Regions from separate parts of the Mus musculus genome. Here region 2 is linked to region 1. Evidence: chromatin contacts called from public promoter capture Hi-C data. All regions are on one chromosome and are shown on one strand. Each heading gives the region's core, a stretch centred on a gene start, on an enhancer-like site or on the middle of the called end of the contact. The rest is flanking DNA. Distances are from core to core; before and after follow the strand shown. Region 1 holds the start of Clasrp (CLK4-associating serine/arginine rich protein). Region 2 holds the start of Zfp428 (zinc finger protein 428).

Region 1 (4,968 bases), core at 982-3,481:
AGCAAGAGAGAAACGGGGCCAGGTTTACATTCACAGAGACCTCTCGAGTCTGCTGAATGGGTTTCTAGAGACAAGATGAAGGCAAAGGGAACAGAGAGACTGGGTAGCAACACTGTAGTTAATAGGATGTCTACAGGAATGTCATCTAAAAGAACTGAGCCAGGTAAGCAATTGTCATTTCATGCTGGGGACAGTCCCAAAACCAAGCTGTATCTGTGATGGCAGATATGGAAAAGACCAGCAAAGATGTCCAAGAAAGCCATCCAGGGGCCTCAAGGACTTTTTGGTCAAAGCATGGAGTTTGGTTTATCTTTTCCTTTGCTTTTCTCCTAAAGCAATGGACGTTATCAAACAAGAGAGGGGACAGGTCAGATACCACTGATGAGTCTTGATGGCGCTACTGCTAGATGCCAAGTCAAGCTGCAAGAATGGCTGAGTTGTTCTGGGCACTGGGAACACATTGATGGAGGAGCAGAGAATGTTCCAGAGGCCTGACTCCTGAAATGTTCAGAGAGCTAGAGAGTCTTTTGTCTTTGACACCAGTGCACCGGGACTGCACCAGACACAGCAGACTGAGGCAAACAGAAGCCCTCACGTTTACACCAACCACTATGCTGAAGAAATGACTATGGCTGAGCATGGTAACAACACACACCTGTAAACACAGGCAGGAAGAGTATGAGTCTGAGGCCTGCCTAGGTTACCTAAAAAGACCATCTACCTAACAAGAGACGGGGTAAGGGCAGCTCAGGTGGTGCACTGCACGGCCCAGACTTCTATCTCCAACACCATAGAAAAATGGCCACAGTGGAAGGGGGTGTGGGGGAAGACGACTAGGATTGTGAGGAAAAAGAGCTCTTGCCTTGACACACCTCCAAGCCCAGGGCCCTTCCCTCTGGAGCCCGCCCGCCCCACACTCAAGTCTGCTCACTCACAATCTTCTCATAGTACTCCCGACGCCGCTCCGCCCTCTTCTTGTAGTCCACCATCATGCCTCGAAGTTTCCGCTCATGCTTCCGAGCCTCGTGCCACATGGTGCTGAGGCTTCTGCCTGAGGGAGGAGGGCACCAGACATGTCAAAGGGACTATAAAGACCACGTGGGTAGAGTTACAGTCCTCTGACATGTTGGGGTTGATCCTGATGGACTAAATTCCAAGTCCCATGGCTTCAGGGGAGAGAGAGACCCTGCTGCAGACCAGGACGCTGAGTGCACAAAAGGACTCCTAACAGTCCTGTGGCAGTAGCTCCAGAACTATGAGAAAGCTCTCTGTGACCTAGGTAAGATCTTCTCCTGGGAAAAAAAATCCTCCTAGATTCTGCTCGCTAAAGTCCATATGAAAGACTATAGAGTAGATAGCCTTTGGAAGGCTGATGCAGAACTGTCTTGAGTTCAAGGCCAGCCTTGGTTACACTGTCCAGTGTAACCTAAATATGGAGATCCTACTTTAATTAAAAAAAAAATGGCTGGGAGTGATGGTGCATGCCTTGAATCTCAGCAGTGGGAAGGCAGGACAGGCAGATGTCTGAGTATGGAGCCAGCCTGGTTTATGTACTAAGTTCCAGGCTAGCCAAGGCTACATAGTGAGATGCTGTCTGGAAAAATAAAAATGGAATTTTTGAAATAAAAGGAATGTCTGAAACCGATCCGTAGCTGCCAGGGCTGGGCTCACAAGAACCCCTAAGATCCCTCTGCAGGAACCATGCATGGTACGGGAGGGGGGTGCAGCAGTGTTGTAAGGTAGGTTAGTGGAGAGAGGCAACAGCACAGCCCAGACACGCTTGGGGAGGGGGGTGAGGCCAGGTGAAGGGCGTGGACAGAGGATGAAGATGGTCAGGCGGCTGAGCTCTAAAGGAGGGACGTGAAGCCGGCCAGGCAGGCTAAAAAGAGAGAGTGCGGCCCTGGGCCGGAGCGATGGGTGAAAGACAGGGACGGAGCTGCGTCTGGGGACCAGGGTCCGTGCCGAACCCCAAAGCCCGGATTCGGGCCTGAGGAGGGGCGAGGGGCGCAGCCTGAGGCCTGTCAGGGCGGAAGCAGGCGGGGCCGCCGTCGGGGCCCGGCGGACACCCACGGTGATCTCCGGAGCGCCTCGGACAAGGATGAGGTCGACTGCCACCGCTCGGAAGCCGGGAGGTCGGGGTCGGATGCCTGCACTCACCGGCCAGTCGCCGCCTCCCACTGCTGCGCTCGCGCGCGCTCACGACCCACACCGGAAGCGGAAGTGAGAGGTTGAGCGAAGGAGAGAGGCGGCGCTGCACAAAAGGCACTTCCGCGGTCGAGAGGAAGGGCTCTGGGATGTGGGCGTGGCTCTCGCGATTATGGGCGGGGCCTGCAGGGTGGCACCATCTGGGACCTGTCCTAAAAGTGAGAGCTTAAGTAGAGGAACCCAGAATTCCAGACACGTTTTGTTGTTGTTTTTAAAGATTTATTTCTTTTAGGGGCTGGAGTGGTGACAATCGATTGAGAACTGGAAGCTCTCGCCAAGGTCCTGAGTTTAATTGCCCGCACTCACATAGGGCTCACAACCAGTCTCTTTTTTTTTTTTTTTTTTTTTAAAGATTTATTTATTTATTATATGTAAGTACACTGTAGCTGTCTTCAGACATTCCAGAAGAGGGAGTCAGATCTCATTACAGATGGTTGTGAGCCACCATGTGGTTGCTGGGATTTGAACTCTGGACCTTCGGAAGAGCAGTCGGGTGCTCTTACCCACTGAGCCATCTCACCAGCCCAACAACCAGTCTCTTAACTGTAGTCCTATGGGATCCAGTGCCCTATTCTGATGTGCATACATGCCGAGAAAACACCCATATGCATAAAATACAAAAATAGAAAAGTCTTTTTAAAAGATTTATATTGCCGGACAGTGGTGGCACACGCCTTTTAATCCCAGCACTTGGGAGGCAGAGGCAGGTAGATTTCTGAGTTCGAGGCCAGCCTGGTCTACAAAGTGAGTTCCAGGACAGCCAGGGCTACACAGAGAAACCCTGTCTCGGAAAAAAAATATTATGTGTATGCCTGAAGGTGTATGTTTCTCTGAGATGTATACACACACATATATATTATATAATTTTATTTAATCCTATATGTACATATATATGTATACATATATGTACGTGTATATGTATATATAAATATATATGTATACACACAGACATATATGTGGGATTAATAAAAATTATCTGTAGGTTGTGTTCAGTTAATTCAACAATAGCAGGCTAGGAACAGAAAGGCCAAGAACTCAGTAGATCAGTAGATGCTCGGGCTACAAGGCTGGATGCCTCAGCTGGTCTTCAGTATACACTAGAACCACAGAGAAGGCTCTAACGCCAGTGAAGGAATGGACTTGCTAGCAAGACGATGGCAAGCAGGCAAATACCTAAAGCTTCCTTCTTCCACATCCCTATATACAATCCAGCAGAAATCGTGGCCCAGATTAGAGCTGGATTAAAAGTGTGTCTTCCCATCTCAAGATCCAGATTAGAAATTGAGCTTCCAGGGGCTGGAGAAATGGCTCGGCGGTTAAGAGCACTGACTCTTCTTCTGGAGGTCCTGAGTTCAATTCCCAGCAACCACATGGTGGCTCACAACCATCTGTAATGGAATCCAATGCCTTTTTCTGGTATGTCTGAAGACAGCGACAGTGTACTCACATACATAAAATAAATAAAATCTTTTTTAAAAAGTAAGTGGATCTTCCTACTTCAATTTAAGCAAAAATCTCTCACATGCATGCCCCCCCCCCCATTTTTGGGTTTTAGTTCCAGATGTAGCCAGGTTGACAACCAAGAATAGCCATCACACATCGTGAGCTCCTATGTAGATGCTGCTATTGAACCCAGGTCCTCTGGAAGAGCAGCAATAACTCTTAACCACTGAGCCATCAGGCCAACCTCTCAACTACAAATGTTTTGTTCCAAACAAACCTAGAGTTTCCTAGGTAAAGAAGAAAGAAGACCCCCAAAGGCTCAAAAAACTAATTTTTATTGGGAAAACTGAACAATCCACTGCCTTCTTCAGGATTAGGGGAGAAGGCTGGGGACCTGCTCCCTCCTCCCCTATGTACAATCTCTGAGAATCTGTCCTGAGAAGGGGTCCATCTGCAGGAGCCCCTTTTCCTCTTCGGACTCAGCATTCTGTAAAATGGGCTCAAAGAGAACCGGAGTGCTCCCCATCTTCCCACCAGCGCTGCAGATGTCCGATTCAGGATGAGGAAGCTGGAAGACTGATCAAGGTTGGCTTCGGAATGGAGTGCTATACCACATACCTCACCCAGTGCCTCCTCTGTTACCTCAGAGGCTACGTGGCTTCAGGCCCTGGAGATAGGAGGCCACCCCCGAAAGCTGCCTCTCGGTACTGGTTGGGAAACATGTTGCTGCCCACAAGGCTAGCAGTACCAACATCCCCGGGGCCCGGCGCTGCAAAAGAGTCCAGTGATAGGGGCTCTGGGCCAGAAGACTCCACAACGGTGGCCCCTGCACCCCCGCTACCCACCACAGCACTGGCAAGTGGTGGTGCTGGGGGCAGCAGGTCCAACATAGTGAAGAGCGTGGGGGCAGAAGGATCATAGGCAAAGCCATCGTCCAGGAGATCGGGTCCACCAGGAGGCTCCAGCCCAGGAAGGGATATGGAAGCAGGGAAGAAATCAGAGTCTGCCGGCTGCAGAGCCGATGGTGGGAGGAACAGGCCTGATGAGGAGAGAATAGCTGGGTTTAGAAGAGCCTGCCTCTGGCCAGGCAGTAACTAACTTGGACTCCCATGTCCTTAGTGTATTCTATCTTGGGCCTTTAACCCTAACCAGAGTAGAAAGGAAGTACCATCATTCTCTTCATTTTGTGTGTGTGCGTGCGTGTATCTGTATCTATGTACATGCATGATGTATGTGATGTGAGTGGGCATACCTGATAACATAACGCATGGGAGGAGGTCAGAGTTCAACTTTGTGGAGTCATTTCATTCCTGCTACCTT
Region 2 (4,968 bases), core at 1,724-4,223, 4.9 Mb after region 1:
TTGTGTGAAAACTCCGATGGGGGGGGCAGTAAGGGAGACAACCCCGACTCTTATCCAGTCCCCCTTCTCTGGGTTCCTGGGCGGCTCCCCTTCCCTCCATCTTGACCCCCACGTCCTTCCCGTTCCATAATTGTCTGTTCACCCGCTCTTGGGGGGGCCTTCCCCGTCTCTCCTCCAGGCCCCCCGGGGAGGGGGAAAGGAGTTTGGAGGGGATGTGTGGTTCTCTATGGTTTTATATATAATATATTAAAAAATCAAAAATCTGTATGAAAATATCAGATTGCACCCCTCTCCCCCCATTACTGGCTTTTGCCCCTTTTTCTTGTTTAAAAAAAAAATGAAACACATTTTTGTACGGGGCGGGGAGGGGATAGGGAGGGGGTTTGGCAATCCCACTAACCACCATTAAACTGAGGAGAGAACAAGTATGGGGTGGCTGTGTGTCTGTCCCTCTGTCCGCCGCTGTACCGCTAGGAAGGGGGGGGGGGATGCAGGCGCTGGGGTGGAGCACCGTGGATGCTGATACACAGGAAGATGAAGGAGCCAGACCTCCGAGAGGCCAACCACCAGCCACTCTTCCTCAAAATCCCAGACTTGGGGGATTTTTTGGGGAGGGGGGCGGTGAGAGGCGTGGTGAGGATTTTGTTTGTTTGTTTCTTCGTTTTGAGACAGCATCTTATACTATAATACAGGCAGGTCTTGAACTCCGGTAACCCTTCTGCCTCAGCTTCTAAAAAGCTGGGGTTACAGGCTGATCCAACCACAGCCAGCAATTTGTGAATAAAACACACACACACACACACACAAACACAAAAGAGGCTTTTTTTTTTGTTTTGTTTTGTTTTGTTTTTTTCAGTTTAACAGGAATCTGAAATTTGATCCTGTTCTAGGCTTTAAGGGCTCAAGGTGAAAAGGTCACTGTACTCTGACCTTTGTGAAACTTTGATGAAGGAAACAGACGCATCTAGGCAGCAATGGGAACAGTTTCAGAGCCGGACGTGGTGGGATACACCTGGAAGCCCAGCACTCAGCGAGCAGAAGCTCAGGGCAGCCTGCTCTACAGAGCAAGTTCCAGGCCACTCCTAGCTACTTAGCAAGACTGCAAGACTGTGTGCCCCTACCCCCCAAGCAGAAAAGCTTAAAGCTTGCTTTAAATTGTAAAGAGGGCTCTTAATATTTATATGCTTAAAATCTTAAAATTCCAGCCTTCAAGGAGCTGAGGCAGGAGAGTGAGTTTGAGGACAGCCTGGGCTACACATTAGGCTCCTGTTTCAGAAAGAAAGGAAGGTGGGTCAATCAGTCTCCTGTGGTGGTGGCTTACACTTTTAATTCCCAGCACAAGAGGCAAGTGGATATCTGCAGCCAGCCTGGTCTACATAGTAAACTCCAGGCCAGGGTTAAGTAGTGAGACCCTGCCTGAATAAAATAAACACACACACACATACACACTCACGCACGCACACGCGTGCGGCGGTGGGGGGTTGGGTGGGTACTGTTTTATTTTGTTATGGAAATTTTCATGCAGAGTGAGGAGACTTAAAGAACTCCAAAGCCCCAGGCACCCTCCACCCCATTTCCACCCAGAGCGCTGCATTTATTGAGACCAGTGCTGTGTCAATTTCCCTAAATCACTCAATCTGCAGGAGCTGTATCATCAAGGAAGGCCCTTCGGATTGGCATCAATACCAGGAGAGAGTGAGCTCGGAGCAGCAGGGACAAAGGGTTTTCCCGATGAATCGAAAGGCAAGATCAAAGCCTGAGACAGCAAAGGGATTACTGTGTTTGAAGTGCTGGGGATATGGACCAGATAAAACGGTGGGTGGGTCCAGAAGAGGCGTCAGGGACACAAGTTTGACTGGGAGACCAGGTGTGGGAGGTGCATACCTGCCACCCCAGCCTTTGGGAAGCTGAGGCAGGAGAACTGCAGGGAGTTGACGAAAACCACCCGGAGCTAGAGTGAGTTCCAGAATACACAAGGAGACTCTCAGAAACAAAGCAAAACACAACTATTCCTTTTCTGTGGTGTAATGGGACTCTAGAGTTTTAAATTGCTAGTGATAAAAGCATTCGGGAAGGAGAGGGCTGTAGGGATGGCTACAAATAGTCAGCATGAAGTTATGGCCCTTTAAAATTACCCACAGGAGCTGGGCTGGCTGCCATATGCCTGTAATCTCAACATTCAAGAGGTAGCGTTCAAGGTCATTTTCTTCGACCCAGGTGTTGGAGGCTAGCCTGAGCTACATGAGACTCTGCCTCAAAAAAGAAAAAAAAAAGAAAGAAAAGAAAGAAAAACAAAAAAAGAAATAAAAAAGCAAACACCTATAGCAGACTTTCTAATTGTGCTCCACGGAAAAGCTGCCTTGACTCCCTCTAAGAATGCAAGCACTACTTTGCCTCTGGAAATTTGCATCAGCTATTCCCTCTGCTTTTTGGCATTCTACTTGGCTCCAGTTCAGACCTGGCTTAAAAATCAGCCCTTGGAAGCCCTTGCAGAACCTCGAGCTGGGGCAGGCGTTTCTGGCATCCACGGCCTCCTGCCGTCTACCTCTCTCTCTTCCAGGTCTTGACAGTTCTAAGTATTTGTCTAATCAAATGTGGTTCGTTTTCCTTAGACTGGGGGTTCAGATCTCTCGCAACGCAGAAACCACGTGCTGTCCAGGAATTTATCCTAGGTGACAGGGACGTGAACGGGGTCCCAGACCTTCGGTAGTTTCGGGACAAGGTTGCCAGCCCACCACGATTAAGTCTGCAGTCCCCTACACGCATGCGCTTTATTTTTCCAGGTGCCCCCCCCCTCCCCATCCATATGCTAATCACTGCGCTCTGAAGAACAGCCTCTCCCGGGAATATGCAAATCACATCCTCCAGTGCGGGAGGCCTTCCTTTGTCCCGCGCTAGGATTATGCAAATGAGCGAGCCTCCAGCCCGGGGGATCCGGGCCGAGTATTTAGGCCCCCACTCTCCCCCCTCATTCCAAGGCATCCACTATTTATAAGGCGCGTTCGCTCTACCGCGCACGCACGCACGCGCGATTCTTAAAGCTTCTTCACCCTTCGGGCCGCAGACTGTACCAAGTCTAGCGGGGCCGTGAGCGGCAGAGCCCGCCACCCCCGCCGGCGTGAGCTCTACAGCCTTCGCCATCCTCTGAGCCCCTCTTCCCATCGACCTCCGGGAATGGTCCATCTGACCGCGCACGCGCCCCTCGCTCGCCCCTCGCTCGTTCGCCCGTTCGCTCGCCCGCTCGCCTAGCCTCCCGAAACGCAGGCGCAGTGCCCGGGCGTGCAGCCGCCACCGCCGAGCCTGATCCGGGGCCGCCGGCGTCGGTGAGTGTCCGAGCTTGGGGGGGGCCGCGGGGCATGCTGGGAAGCGGGCGATACAGCCCCGCTGCATGACGGGAGCCCGCGGCCGCTTGGCCGAGTGACCGGCCCGGGAGTCCCTTGCTTTCCCCAGCACGCGGCTCGGGACCCAGCACAGCTTCGCCTCGAGGCATTGTGGGAGCCCGTGGGCCAGGCGTTCTGGGCCTGGGGCATTCTGGGAAGGGCCTGGGCTCCTGGAGGGGACTTTTTTTTTTTTTTTTTTTTTTTTTTTCGTCGCACACGCCTTCTGTGAGAAGCCCCGGGGCAAGGAGCGTTTGGGTGCCTGGTGGTCGTTAAAGGCCCGAGGCATCGTGGGACGCTGTCACGGGGCATTGTGGGAGCTGATCTTTATTGTTTGGTACCGGGGTTTGTCCGAGTCCCAGTCCTACCTAGCGTTGTGCGGAAAGGTATCTATTGTGTTCACTCACGCACTGTGAGGCGTATGTGTGGGTGGGGTCCTGGCCACTCTGCTTTTGAGGGAACTGAGGCATACGGTTTCATGTAGCTGGGTTTTGGACCCACAATATCGCGGAGTACAACCTAGAATTTATAATTTACCAAGTGCTGAGTTCGCAGAGGTGCATCACCACGCCCAGCTGGCTTCCACCTGTCCTAATGCTTCCACTTGATATCCGGAACGTTCTGGAAGAAGCTTTATATAATGTGGGTTTGGAGAGGGATGGCTGTCCCCAAGTAAACCCCCAAGAAAAGTCCTAACAATCCTTGCTGTGATGGTCAAGTAGAATAATAGTTAAAGCCCAGTGTGGTGTCACGCGCCTATAATTCCTGCTGGGGCAGGAGGATTCGCTATTCTAGACCTGTTTTTTTTTTTTTTTTTTTTTTCCTTTTGGGGAGGGCATCAGATCTCAAAAAAAGAAGGGGGAGTGGGTTTATGGAATGGCTAATCCTAGGTATTGTTGCATGGAACACATATATTAAATATTTAAAATAGAAACAACCAGTTGTCCTCAGTTTTTCTTTGCTGAATGGTGCGAGTTTTTCCAAAAATAATGTATTACTACAGAATTAGAGGGGCCCAACATCTGATGATTAATCATGAGAGCTCTTCCTTGCCAGTCACTATTTCTCGGTCCTTCAAAGGCCTGATCCAGTATCTAGGTGTCTTTAGTAAATTCCCTATCCAATGATGCCACCTCCTCCTCTTGCTCCAGCCGCATTCCTCCAACAGCAAATTTGACATTTGGGCTTTGAACAGTGTGCTTTCTACCATTGTTTGTGCCCCCAGGCCCTAAATTCAGGCTTTGCCATATTATTAGTGTCCATATCTATTGTCCCCAGAACCTGGGAAGCTGAAGTTGGAGGATTGCAAGTTCAAGGCCAGCCTGGACTGTATAGTAAGAGTCTAAAGGAGAGTGGAAACCGTATTGTTTTTAGTCCTACACTGCCTGGTCTTGCAAGGTCCTGTCACAATGCAGTAGGAGGAAGAAACGTGTGCATTGAGAGAAACAGGAATTATGGGAGCCAAGGAGCAATGTGGATGGTTATAGGTGAGCTTTGCAAGGGTGAAAATAAACACTCTGGATCCACAAAGAGGAAGGAGAAAATTCCAGATGGGAAATGGAGGAGAATGAACTAGGACTGCCCTTCTCTG

Evidence for each region. Promoter capture Hi-C pulls out the DNA fragments that hold promoters and counts their contacts.
Region 2: a contact with region 1 is called in a promoter capture Hi-C map of frontonasal cranial neural crest. The contact joins the promoter of Zfp428 here to the promoter of Clasrp in region 1. A contact is called at or near these places in 3 of 39 promoter capture datasets (the C10 cell line, cranial neural crest and frontonasal cranial neural crest).

What each region holds. Positions count from the first base shown.
Region 1 is chr7:19,602,255-19,607,222 of GRCm38.p6, forward strand. Clasrp (CLK4-associating serine/arginine rich protein) reads right to left here and starts at 2,232. Exons shown (of 21, transcript NM_016680.5): 1 at 2,158-2,232; 2 at 936-1,051. The coding sequence starts at 1,034. Relb (avian reticuloendotheliosis viral (v-rel) oncogene related B) reads right to left here. Exons shown (of 12, transcript NM_009046.2): 12 at 3,968-4,687. The coding sequence ends at 4,299.
Region 2 is chr7:24,504,114-24,509,081 of GRCm38.p6, forward strand. Zfp428 (zinc finger protein 428) reads left to right here and starts at 2,974. Exons shown (of 3, transcript NM_146183.2): 1 at 2,974-3,323. It overlaps Cadm4 (cell adhesion molecule 4), which reads left to right. Exons shown (of 9, transcript NM_153112.3): 9 at 1-420.